Linked DNA regions of Macaca mulatta: region 2 is linked to region 1. Evidence: chromatin contacts called from public Hi-C data. All regions are on one chromosome and are shown on one strand. Each heading gives the region's core, a stretch centred on a gene start, on an enhancer-like site or on the middle of the called end of the contact. The rest is flanking DNA. Distances are from core to core; before and after follow the strand shown.

What was found. A called contact is a pair of places that touch in the nucleus more often than the background predicts.
Region 2: a Hi-C map of liver shows a contact between it and region 1, with 2.6 times the contacts expected there. The contact joins the promoter of SMCHD1 here to the promoter of METTL4 in region 1. A contact is called at or near these places in 2 of 14 Hi-C or Micro-C datasets (blood and liver).

What each region holds. Positions count from the first base shown.
Region 1 is chr18:73,816,228-73,822,450 of T2T-MMU8v2.0, reverse strand. METTL4 (methyltransferase 4, N6-adenosine) reads left to right here and starts at 3,205. Exons shown (of 9, transcript XM_001087322.5): 1 at 3,205-3,562. NDC80 (NDC80 kinetochore complex component) reads right to left here and starts at 3,174. Exons shown (of 17, transcript NM_001265902.1): 1 at 3,034-3,174; 2 at 1,640-1,749. The coding sequence starts at 1,740. It also overlaps the pseudogene LOC100430162.
Region 2 is chr18:73,900,140-73,906,362 of T2T-MMU8v2.0, reverse strand. SMCHD1 (structural maintenance of chromosomes flexible hinge domain containing 1) reads right to left here and starts at 2,813. Exons shown (of 48, transcript NM_001258166.1): 1 at 2,494-2,813. The coding sequence starts at 2,679. It also overlaps the pseudogene LOC100429971.

The DNA.
Region 1 (6,223 bases), core at 1,956-4,455:
CCTCAGCATGGTCTGTTTTACTCATCTCATTTTTAATAACTATCTAAACATTTTCTACCCTAAATTTGCATTTCCAAAGGGTAAAAACAAGGTGAAAAACACCCCTGAAGGTAAAGAACAAGATAGAAAATTTGTAACTCAAAGACACAGAACATACTTTCAGGCCTAAATATCATTATTATTATTACTTTCTAATTTTAAATTAACAGAAAAAACTAAAAATTGACACATAATTATACCAATTTATGGGGTAGATAGTGATGCTGTGATACATATAATGTACAGTGATCAGATCAGGGTAATTACCATATCCATCATCTCAAATATTTATCATTTCTTTGTGTTGGGAACAGTCAATATTCTCCTAGCTATTTAAAACTATACAATATGTTATTGTTAACTATAGTCGTTATACAGTGCTATAGAACAACAGAACTTATTCCTCCTATTTAGCTATAATTTTGTGTCCTTTCACAGATCTCTCCCTATTTCCCTCTTCTCTTTACCCTTCCCAGCCTGTAGCATCCATTTTATTTTTTACTTCTATGAGATAAACTTTTTTCAGCTTTCACCTATGAGAACATGTGCTGTTTAATTGTCTATTCCCGGCTTATTTCACTTATTTGCCAAGACAAAGAAAAGTGTAGGTAGGAAGTCCAGTTAAGACAAAATGGTCGAAGGTAAGGCTTGTTATGCAGATTTAAATCTTTGGCTTCTCTCCTGAACAAAAATCCTATCTACATTATGATTTCCATTATCTTAACCACATTTACATTTTTTTTTTCTTTTAGAACCTACTCTGTATCAGAATGTAGCTGCACTTATTACATTATCTAAACTGCAGGCAAAAAACAATGGTGACCTTTTAGCTTCTAATACAATTAAAGGCATAACGTCTTTTTGGCATAAGTAATGTATAACAGCACAAAAATTTTCCTGGTTTACAGTATTCAAAAGGAAAAATATATAAATATTTCAGATTTCTAAAAGTAGCATAGGCTCATGCTATGTAAATCCAACTAATTTAAAAACAGCAAGTAATTCGTACCTCGGTCCTAGAGAAGAATTTACACAGCTCTACAATGGCTTACAGATCGCCTTCTCTTATCTGGAAGATAATCACTCATAATGAAAAACTATAGTTTTATGATAGCAAGTTCTTTCAGATATTTTTTCCAGCAGATCTTGAGGAATGAGTTTGGGGGAGTGGTGTTTTGTAGGCTGTTACTATATTATACCTTATTATGAGAGCAAATAATTTTGCTCTGATTTGACTGAAGCTTTGCTAATTGGAGATACCTCAGTGAACTGTAAGTTACAGCACAGAGTCCGCTTAAACAAGTAGCTCTAGCATAAAAGGGGAAAATAACAGAGTACTGAAGAAGAATTAACAGTCTTTTTAGGGGGTGCCTGGTAAAGCATTTGGCTTTGCGAATTTAAGAAATAAATGAGACACACAACACCTAGCAGAGTATCATGTCCACTTTTAGATTTCATTGATCTAAAATTAGGTACCCCTGGGAACAGACAAGATTCACCAAGACATCACTCATATTACATATTTGTATTAACTATTTTGATGATTGCTTGGCTTAAGATGGTAAGGCATGCAAGCTGGAACCACAAGGGAAATACTCACGTTTGAGGGGTATAGAGGCCTTGTTTATTTACATCCTGGGATCTTAGCTCCTGCATGGAGAGGCGGCCAGCACCACCGGTGGAAACTGAACTGCGCTTCATGCTGATGACCTACATTCACGAATTCAGTATTAAAAAAAAACCTTTCCAGACAGAGATGGTACATTAAGCAACTATTTATCCTTAAACAGAAAGGCAGTCAAGTTTCATCGTTTCTTCAGGATCATCTTTCCCCTGGGGTATCTGTATTTGTTAATGTGCACTGAAGTTCTCATTTGCAGGGAACATCTATTTAATTCCATTTAAAAATATTCAACATAAACATTTATTAACTGCCCACTATGTATAAGGGAGTGTGCTAGGCAATGCAGGAGATGCAAAGATGAGTAAGTTACGGTTTTTGCCTTCACAAAGGTATCCGTGGTAGCTAAAGCCCTGTCTATTACCCAGACCACATCACTGCTGTTGGCTGTGCGTACTTCAATAGGAAGACAAAAAAATTACCTCAAATTCTCTTATTCATCTCAAAATGTTTCCTTTTCTTTTGTTTCAGAGAATGGAACTATTCTGTTTTCCTAATGTCAATCTCTCCTGCTCTATCCTTAACCCATTGTTTCTCAATTACTGCCCTTTTGGCATCAATCTCCCCTTCAACAAGGATAAATCACCTGGTCCATAAAATGGTCTATAGGCTGCCTCCTTTTACAAGCCACAATAACAGGTCACTCCCTTCACATCTGCTAAACAGGTTGTCTCCTAGGATACACATGATTGACAAAACTTTTGATCCAGTCTCATCTCTGCACCCAGACTTCTCAGGTCCTGCCCTGGCTTTCAGGAAGGTGACAATCCTTTTACTTCTCTGGGTACTCCTTAATTTTTTACACTGATTACACTCTTCTTGGTTTTGGCCGCCTATTTCTTCTTCGATGTGCGCTTGTTCATCTATTCAACTTTTCCACCCACACCTGTGTGTCCACGTTTAATCTCCACTTACAGTGTACTCTCATGATTTAAGATGAAGACTTCTACGCAGTCCTACACGGCCACTAAGAAGCTACACTAGTATTTGGACGCAACCCACCCAACGCATCCTCTCTTGTCCATCTCTTTCCGCCCCCTTCAATCCTTCCCCGTTTCCTCTCCCGAGCCTCCACTCCTCATCAGTGTTCCCCAGGCCCTTCTCTTTCCTCCTTGGGAAATCGTTGCCACTAGAAATTTAATGGACCCCATGAAACCAGCGCCTCGCACAGTTTTGGCCTCGAGGCTTCTCTCAACAGCACACACACACCAAAACATTGCCTTAGGACCTCTAAATTGAAGTCATTTGCGCCATTACTTTCTTCATCCAGAACAGTTCTGCAGAAACAAAGTTAATCCAATGTCATCAGTCACCTTTTATCCAGTTTCCTGACACGACTCAGGGACCAAATTTCTGTAAACCGTGCAAGTATCCGCTAGATAGGACAGCAGTCATCAAAACACCAGCTCCTTCCTCAGCCCGCCAAGGCCGTTCGAATTTGAAATTCTCCGCCGGCGCTGACGTCATTACGCACGACGCGCTCCGTAACTTTCCTGCGACCGCCTGGTCTCTGGAAGTATGTGTGCTGGTCGCGCCCAGCCGCCTCACCCAAAACTGGTGTCTGTGGGACAGTGTAAGCGTCCCTTCGAGGTCGGACCCCGTCTTTAGGGCACGACCCCTAAAGTTAGGTCTGAAGACCCGTGGGCAGCCTGAGCGCTCCAACTAGCCCTGGAAACGTTTTTCCGTACAGCAACATGGCGGCGCCCGTGGACTCTTAGTAAAGAAGAAAGCTTTTTTTTCTGTGGACTGAAAGGGGCGTTTTTCATGATCAGTATTTAGATGGGTGCTGTTTTCATAGGAGAGTCTGGGAAGGCGGCGTCCGCTTCTCTGACAAGGGAAGAGGTGAGGTGGGAGAGGGGCTGCGGAGTGGGGGCGGTGGGCTCCAAGGATTGCGTTGGTACGGCTGCCGCCGAAATTCGGGGTCAGTATTTGATCACTTGCCGGTGTCTCACAGTCCTCTAGTGGTGGCTGACCTGTGAGAGGCTAGGAAGAATCCGAGTGGTTGGGGGCGGGCGGCGAGAGAGTGGATGTGAAGCAGAGACGCAGGAGAGGGGTACACTAAGAACGGTAACAGTAAATCACTTTGCTAAAATAGGATTTCCTCACTGCTGTGAGTTTGAACCCAGAAACAGGCACTGCCTGGTACCTGGAGAGTGGTGGTGATGAAAGATCTCACAGCTCCAGGAAGTCTGGATACTTGGGTCTGGTAGCAATTGTGCCATTAACTAGCGTTGTTATTTTTGGGCAGGTTGCCTTTCTGCTCTGAGTTTCAATTTTCCCTTCTGAATTTCTAGCTTTCACTAGCCATTCCAGGACCATTTGACCTCAGCTGTGGCCTATGAAGGGGATGGGGAGGAACCAAGGATTATATTAATATAAAAATTGTATTAAAATTAGACAACAGCCCGATAATAGAAAGTCTCCTTGTGGAATACTGTTAGCTTAAACTTTACCTACAGATTGTTAAATCCTTAGCACTAATGTTTTCCCCAGAAAATATTAATGGAAACATCGTTTGCTTTTCAGACTAGATAGTTGTTGCTTCAAAAGGTGGTTTTACACAAATATGAAATTTAAAAAAACTTTAGTACAGAAAGAATTGCTTGTATTTCGGTATACATCCACAGTTCAGCATTTAGTGGTACTGGCAGCAATTTGCCAGGAAGTCAAGCCTGACAATTTCCTGATACTCCTGCTGTGCACCCCAAGTTCTTAATCCCTGCTGAGGATCTTGAGAAGCAGCAGCACCAAAACCAAAGTAGGCACCAAATTCAAGGTTCTTTTGGTTCCAGTTGTCACATTTCAAGCTAGACTCCAATAGATTGCAAGGATGATCAAATGAGAGCCCTGTTTAAAACTTCAATTTTTAAGAGCAAGCACAATTGCAGGAAAAGAAAACAATTCAGAGGGATCATGTGTGCTTACAGTTGTCTTCATGTGGCCTTTTCCCAGGTTTAACTACCAAAGACCCTGAGAGCCGGGGTGTCTGAATAACCCTGGTGACTCTTCTTTTCACCATATCAAAACCTGAGTTAAAAGCCTGATGATAACAGCAGAAGGTGGCAGGGCTGAGGACCCAATATTCATTCCCTAGGCTGGTGGAGAGTGAATAAATGTGCTTCCAACCTTACCTTATGGCTTCTGGTCAAAGCAAGGAAGTGTTGGGTGGTGACAGTGCAAAAAGAGACTTGACGGGGAGGGAGCAGCATCTCTTGATAAAGGTGGGGAAGAGAAGATATGGGGAAAGCCCTGAATTCCTCATGGAAGGCAAGTCTCAGAGGGGAGCAGAGTGGAGGGCTTATGATCTGTGCTTTGGCCAAGGTGGGAGTGGAAGAGGTGGGGACAGGACAGTGGTTTGGAAGGAGCATCATTGAATACTTAAACTGAGTGCCCACACACTCAGCAGTGGTCCCACAGGCTGTGAACTTGGCATCTACTCTAGCGAGCCTCCCAGGCTAGAGGGCTGTTGCAGGGGGTGGGGGTGGGAGGCAGGGAGAGTGGTAGGGGGAGAAGGCAGAGACCCCAGGACATGTAAGAGCAGCAAGGTGATTGTGTGATGTCTTTCCACAGTTGAATTAGATGTACCTCACCAGTTATGAAGGGGATCAATTTAAATATACTTTCTTGATCCTGTCGCTTGACAGGATGATTTGTTATAGCACAACTTACATATTTCAAATGGACAAAAAAGTATCATTCACAGATTCTTAAGATACATTTCTTTTGAATAGGAGCAGCCTTTCTAGTACTTCGAGGTCTACAAGATGTATCTAGAAAATTTACTGTTGAAAATGAAGACTGCTTAAATTCAATGGGAGTGGGGAAAAGGGACTGTGGTTTTTCTTTTTGATTGATTGCTGTAACACTGTCTTTCAGGCTGCTGAGGGAGTTTCATGTTTTCTTTAGATGTCATTAGGTGTCCAACCTCTTGTAAGACAACTTTGATGCTATGTGAATTCTGCTATTTTGCTGGCACTGAAATGGCTCTTGAGTCCACCACTCCTTTAGAACAGCTAATTCCATATTAATTTTTGTTACACATCTTACAGAGGGGAGTGCTGCTGGGTATTTAGGTCCACATTCTATTTTAAGGCTGTATATTCCGTTTTCGTAAATTGTTCTTGGAGGCCCAATTATCATCCCTGTCCATTTGGTAAGGGTCATGTCTTTATCATCTTCAAGACTCTAGCTAACTGTGCCATCTCATACTCCTTTCTTTTTTCTTTTTTTTTTTTTTGAGATGTAGTTTCACTCTTGTTGCCCTGGCTGGAGTGCAGTGGTACAATCTCGGCTCACTGCAACCTCTCTCTCCTGGGTTCAAGTGATTCTCATGCCTCAGCCTCCCGAGTAGCTGGGATTACAGGTGCATGCCACCACGCCTAGCTAATTTTTGTACTGTTAGTAGAGACGGGGTTTCACCATGTTGGCCAGGCTGGTCTCAAACTCCCAGCTTCAGGCCATCCGCCTGCCCCGGCCTCCCAAAGTGCTGGGATTACAGGTGTG
Region 2 (6,223 bases), core at 1,564-4,063, 84 kb before region 1:
ATCTGTTCCCTACAACAAAGAATGCCATTTGAGGAGTATAACAGAACGAACAGAGGTTCTGGGTTTGAATACTAACTTGAGTTTTACTATCTGAGTAATGAGTCACCATCTCCAAGACTGTGTTTATACTTCTGTAATAATAGGCCACTTATACTTCCTCTATTTATCTAAGAGTTACCGAGACATCTTACAAGAAAAAAGAGGGAAATAGTGCATTTCTAGAGGAAGGGTAAAGTAGCAAAACATTTTCAAAAAGCAATTTTAAAATACGAAACAAGAGCTTTAAAGATATGTCTCATCTTTGATCCAGTTCTAAGATTTCAAACTAAGCAAGCAATAATAAAGACATAAAAGGCTATGTATTGGCCGGGCGCGGTGGCTCAAGCCTGTAATCCCAGCACTTTGGGAGGCCGAGACGGGCGGATCATGAGGTCAGGAGATGGAGACCATCCTGGCTAACACGGTGAAACCCCGTCTCTACTAAAAAATACAAAAAAAACTAGCCGGGTGAGGTGGCGGGCGCCTGTAGTCCCAGCTACTCGGGAGGCTGAGGCAGGAGAATGGCGTGGACCTGGGAGGCGGAGCTTGCAGTGAGCTGAGATCCGGCCACTGCACTCCAGCCTGGGAGACAGAGCGAGACTCCGTCTCAAAAAAAAAAAAAAAAAAAAAGGCTATGTATTAAAAGACGTTTTTCCGCCGGGTGCAGGGGCTCACACCAGTAATCCCAGCACTTCGGGAGGCAGGTGGACCTCTTGAGCCCATGAGGTCGAGACGAGCCTGGGCAACACAGCAAAAACCCCGTATGTACGAAAAATACGAAAAAAAAAAAAATAGCTGGGCGTGGTGGCTACTTGGGAGACTGAGGTGGGAGGATCACCTGAGCCCGGGCATATCTGAGCCTGGGAAAATATTCATTATAGCTAAAATGAATTAGTTAAAATAAAAAAAATTAAAAGTAATGTAAACTTCAACAGAAAGGAGAGATTTGGTTACGTAAATAGTGGTAGCAAATGGACTATTTCAAATTTTGACTTGAAGACCTACATTAAAAGACACTTCTGACACTATTAAGTGAAAAAATTAAAGAATATAAAACACAGATTTTAGTAATTTAAAAAATGGAGTGTGAAGGAGGAGGAAGGCTGAGAAGAGTACTCTCAGGTGCTAAGAGTAGTCATACAGCAGTTTTACAGCGAGTAAAATATTTACTTTCTCCCCCCCGTCCATATTTTCTTTACTGATATTTTTACAATAAACATAATAAACGTAAAAAGTTTCCTTTTTGTAGAATGGTTCTGAATACAAAACATTCAACAAAAAAGAGCATTCATTCACCTTTCAAACACAAAGGGAATCTACTACATTCAGGCACAGAATTAACTTGAGTACATAGGTTTTTGTCTTCATTCATTTATCCATTCTAATCTGGGCATTTACAATGTGGCAGGCACAGTTCTAGACGCTGGGACTACAGCTGTGAACAAAAGAAAGGCCTTACGTCCCAAATCGTTTGCATTCTACGGATCATAATTTCAATTATTTCAGCAACCATACAGTTATATGGTCTAGAACATTTCTAAACTTATCAGCCTCAAGACAAAACACCGCTTCAAAGTTCTTTTTTTTCTTTGGAAGCTAAGTGTTCTTAACAGCTTAAAAAGGGACCTCATGTGGTTAATTCAGAGCATGACAATATTCCTTCTTCTAAGCTCAGGCAATGCCACCACCTCATATCTATAAAGTACATCACAGTTTAAAGCAGATTTCCCTACACGTTGATTTTTAAAGCAAACCAATACACGGGGTAGATACGTTCTCTGGTGTCCCGCAGTCACCCACACCAACCTCTGACTCGGTTTAGGAATTCCCAAGGCTTAGGGCTCAGCACATCAGAAGGCCAGCTCTACCTGCAGAGCTGACCTGGACAAGTGTCTCCGTGCGGAAGGACTCCCCTCCACCCGGCCCCGCCCCAGAAGGACCTGCAACCTTGACAGGGCAACCCGGGGACACCCCGCATCATCTAACGAACTCGGGGGAGATCGACTCCAGGAATTTCACAACTTCTCACCGTCGCAACACTCACAGCAGAGCCCCTGGGTGTTAACTCCCTTCTCTCGTTTTAAAAAAGTTACAAAGTAAAAACAGACACCAACGGCTTTCCCTAGACTGCAGGGCCGCGATCCGGCTAAGCGCGCCCAGGGCCCACACACGCTGAGGTCTCAACCCGGGGCCGCAAGGCCTCCCGTGGAAGGAGCGGAGGCAGAGGGAAGGCCACGGAGGAGCCGGCTCTGCACTCCGAGGCCCGGGCCAGGGCCCGCCCGACGCGTCCGGCCACCAGGTCACGGACATGGCGGGCACCTGGGAGGGAGAAGCCAAGGCCGCAGGACCAGGACCGGGTGACAGGTTTATTGCCCTCGGTGAGCAAGTTGAGTTTCTCGTCACCCTCCCACCCCCAAGTCTACACGCACATCCCTTCCTCGCCCCTCCGCGTACCTGACACACAGAGGCGCGAAATCCCGCGTAGTCCGAGCGCTCCCCGACCTGCAGAGACCGGTCCCCGAGCTCGGACTCCTTTTCGCGCCGGTCAAACAAGTACACCGTCCTGTGGCCGACGCCTCCGCCATCCTCCTTAGTCCCCACAGAGGCCCCGCCGGGCCCGCCGCCGTCCGCCGCTGCCATATTGGGGAGAAGGAGAAAAGACAGCGATGCCGGCCGCCGCCAGGCTCAGGGCTGAGGTGCGCGCTCCGCGCGGCGCCTCAGCTCCAGCTCCCAGGGCGGCTCGAGGCCTCGGCCCGGCGCGCTGCAGCTCCTCCTCAGCGGCGGCGGCCGAGCAGCGGCAGGCGCGAGGATCACCCGGGAACCGATTCAAACGCGCTCCTGCCCGTGCACCACGTCACTTCCGCGCCCCGCCACTCCTGAGGAGAAGGGGACGCGCGGCGCGCTCCTCACCGGGCCCGGGCCCAGCGCCTATCGCCGCCTACGCGAGCCTCCCGGTGCGACCTGCGACCAGAGCCGCCGCCGGGACTGTGGCGCAGGAGGAAGAGGGGTGGCGGGTGGCGGGCGGCAGCGAGGGGGCGGAGCGAATCCAGCAGGCCGCGCGGGCAGGGGCGGGGCTTCTCCGCGCGCGCGCGCCCGGGGCCCGCCTCCTCGGTCCTCGCGGAGTTGGAGGGAGGCTGAGTCCTTCGCGGGCGCCTGCGCCCTGCGGGTTGTCCTCAGAAGCCGAGCCTGGAGAGCAGGGCTCGGGGGCAGCGGGGGAATCTCCCGAAGAGCTGTGTTCTTTCGGCGGAAAGGGCCCCGCTGGCTTCCCGCCTCGCCATGATCCTGACTGAGCTTATAGGTGTCGAGCTCGCGGCGCCGCGCCGGCTGGCTAAGCCCTCTGCGGCTGGGTCGCGTGGACGCGGTGGCGGGAAGCTTCAGGCCCGCGGTACTCGCCGGGTGCAGAGTCCCCCGAAGCGAGCACCGCGAAGCTGGTCCGTGAGAACGTCAGAAGGGCACTCTGTGACGTCACAGCGTCCCCGCCCGCACCCTCTGGGGTCTCTGGAGCGCCGACGGCATTCGGGGTGCGGGGGTGACTCCAGTGCCCTAGTTTTCTCGCTACCTGCGCTTCGCGGTCTCCCACGTACCTGTAAATTGTGAAAGAATCCACGCCACAGTTACTGGGGTTAAATTAGATCTTCGCAAAATTCATAAGGCCTAATGCGTTTTCAATAAAAGCCTTTAATCGTCATTACTGGGCAACGTTTCTTTGACTATCCTTATCATGGGCAGGTAGTGCCCTAACTCAACAAATAAAATGCCATTGTTAGAAGACTAGGTTTACTCTCCAATTCTTAGAAGTCGTGACTATTGTATACTTGAGAGTGATATGTAAATTCAGAAACCCAAAGGTTTCTGGGTTTTTCAAATCTCAGACTATAAGCCTGGATAATAGTGCGTTTTCTGTTTTACTAGGTTTGCTAAAACGTTGTATGGACAGACTTACAGGTAAAAGTGTTACGTTAGAAACCTAGATTTGCTTGTTGATGTCAAGACGTTTCAAGGTCGTGGCGTATGTATGTATAATTGACTACACATATGCTAGAGGTAGACACCAATTGGAACGAAATTGTGAAGGCGTGTTTGGGGAACATAAATCGTTTGGCTAGAAGTGGGGAAAACTGAGCGGTAGATGGTGGAAGATAAAATTGGAAAGACATAAATTGTGGCCAAATGATGTGTATGTTCCTTAAGGTGGAGGTGGAGGAAGAGAAAACAAAAAAGTAATCCCTGATTCTAATGGGATTTCTTTGAAGTCTGATGTTTTATTTACCTTTCAAATTCATGCGAATGTCTCTTTCTATTCCTTTATATAGCGGTGTTTGAGTTAAATGACTCAAAGAAAAACACAGATTGTTTTTCTAATTCTTAGTTAATGGGTAAGATGAATTGCCTCTCTACTTCAGCAAATTGAGATTAGAGCTGGAGGTTCGTCATCAGGGCAATTTCTCATTTCTCTGTAATACCAAATTATACAAGCACACCTCTTTCATGTCTTTAGAAGAGATTTCACGATCATCTCTAAGAGATTTTTTTTTTAATGGTGCCAGAGAAGTGTACTGCAGTATTATGGGCAGCTCTTAGTGGTAACATTGATGTCTTATCTTGTTGAGAGATCGAGTCTGAATCAGTTTATTAATGGCAGTATGGCATCACTTTTGTTCTCAGAATATCAAACAATTTTTTTATCAAAGAAAGATGATGAGTTTGTTATTTATTTAATTTTCATCACAAGTAAATAAAAGCGTTTGAAATGACCCAGTTCCTTAATTAGTTCTCTTCAATTGACTCTTAATTTTTATTTTAATTAGCTATCTTTCTACAGAGTAAAATATTTAAGTGGCCTTGTATCATTTATTGCTACATAACAAACTTCCCCCAAATTTAGTGGTCCCTGAACAAGTTCCCCATTCCCTTCCTCCTTGGATTTAGCTCAAGCGTCAGTCAGGCAGCACAGACCCAGACCAGGTGCAGCTCAGAGGTGGTGAACAATGGCCCTTCATGTCTGCAATTAAAAATGGCCTCCAGTAAAACTACAGTCGTCCTTTGGTATCCTTGTGAAATTGGTTTCTAGACCAGGACCCCCATGGATAGGAAAATCCAAGGCTGCTCAAGTCCCTCATATAAAATGGTGAAGTATTTGCATACAACCTACAGACATTCTCCTGCATACTTTAAATCATGTCTAGATTACTTATAATACCTAATACAATATAAATGCTATGTAAATGGGTTGTTATACTGTATTGTTTTTCATTTGGATTTTTTGTTGTTTTATTGTGATTTTAAAATATGTTCTATCCTCAGTTGATAGAATCCAGGCAGGCGGAACCTAAGGATACTGAGGGCCACAGTACATTGCAAAAAAAAAAAAAAAGGGACAAAAGACTTAATGGAAAAGGTATAAAAAAGCTGATGGAGCAGAGCCTGAGGATTTTATGGTGGAAAAAGTACTACACCAAGGTGTGGTGAATGGGAAGGTAGAATATTCCCTGAAACGGAATGGATTTACACTTGCTGACAATAATTGAGAACCTGAAGAAAACTTAGATTTTCCTAATTGAACTATTTCTTAATCCTCAAAAAAACTGGTAAAGGAAAAGATAGTACAAAAAGAAAATCTTTATCCGATAGTGAATCTGATGACAGCAGATGAAAGGGATGCTACTGAAAAACCAGGGGACTCTTGATCCTAAGCAAACAATTGGTGCCACAGACTGCAGTGAAGAATTAATGTTTCTAACGGAATGGAAAGATTCCGATGAGGCCAACGCGGTGCTGGCAAAGAGGCAAACACGAAGTGTCCTCAAATTGCAAATTATTTTTATGAAGAGAGACTAACTTGGCATTCCTGTCCAGAAGATGAAACTCAAAAATTGTTGCACTGCAGTATACTGCCATATAGTGTGTGTGTGCGTGTGTAAAACCTAGGTCTTGATTTTCTTATTAGTGTGAAATATTCTATTTTTTTAAAAAATAGAGATAGAGTCTCACTATGTTGCCCAGGTTGGTCTCAAACTCTGGGCTCAAGTGATCCTCCTGCCTTGGCTTCCCAAAAGTGCTGGGACTACAGATATGAGCCACCGTGCCCAACCAGCTGTTTTCTAATGAAATCTATTTTCTACTTCAAAATCTTGTTTTGAAGTAGAATCGAGAGAGTTTTTGGGGTTTGTTTTGGGGATTTGTT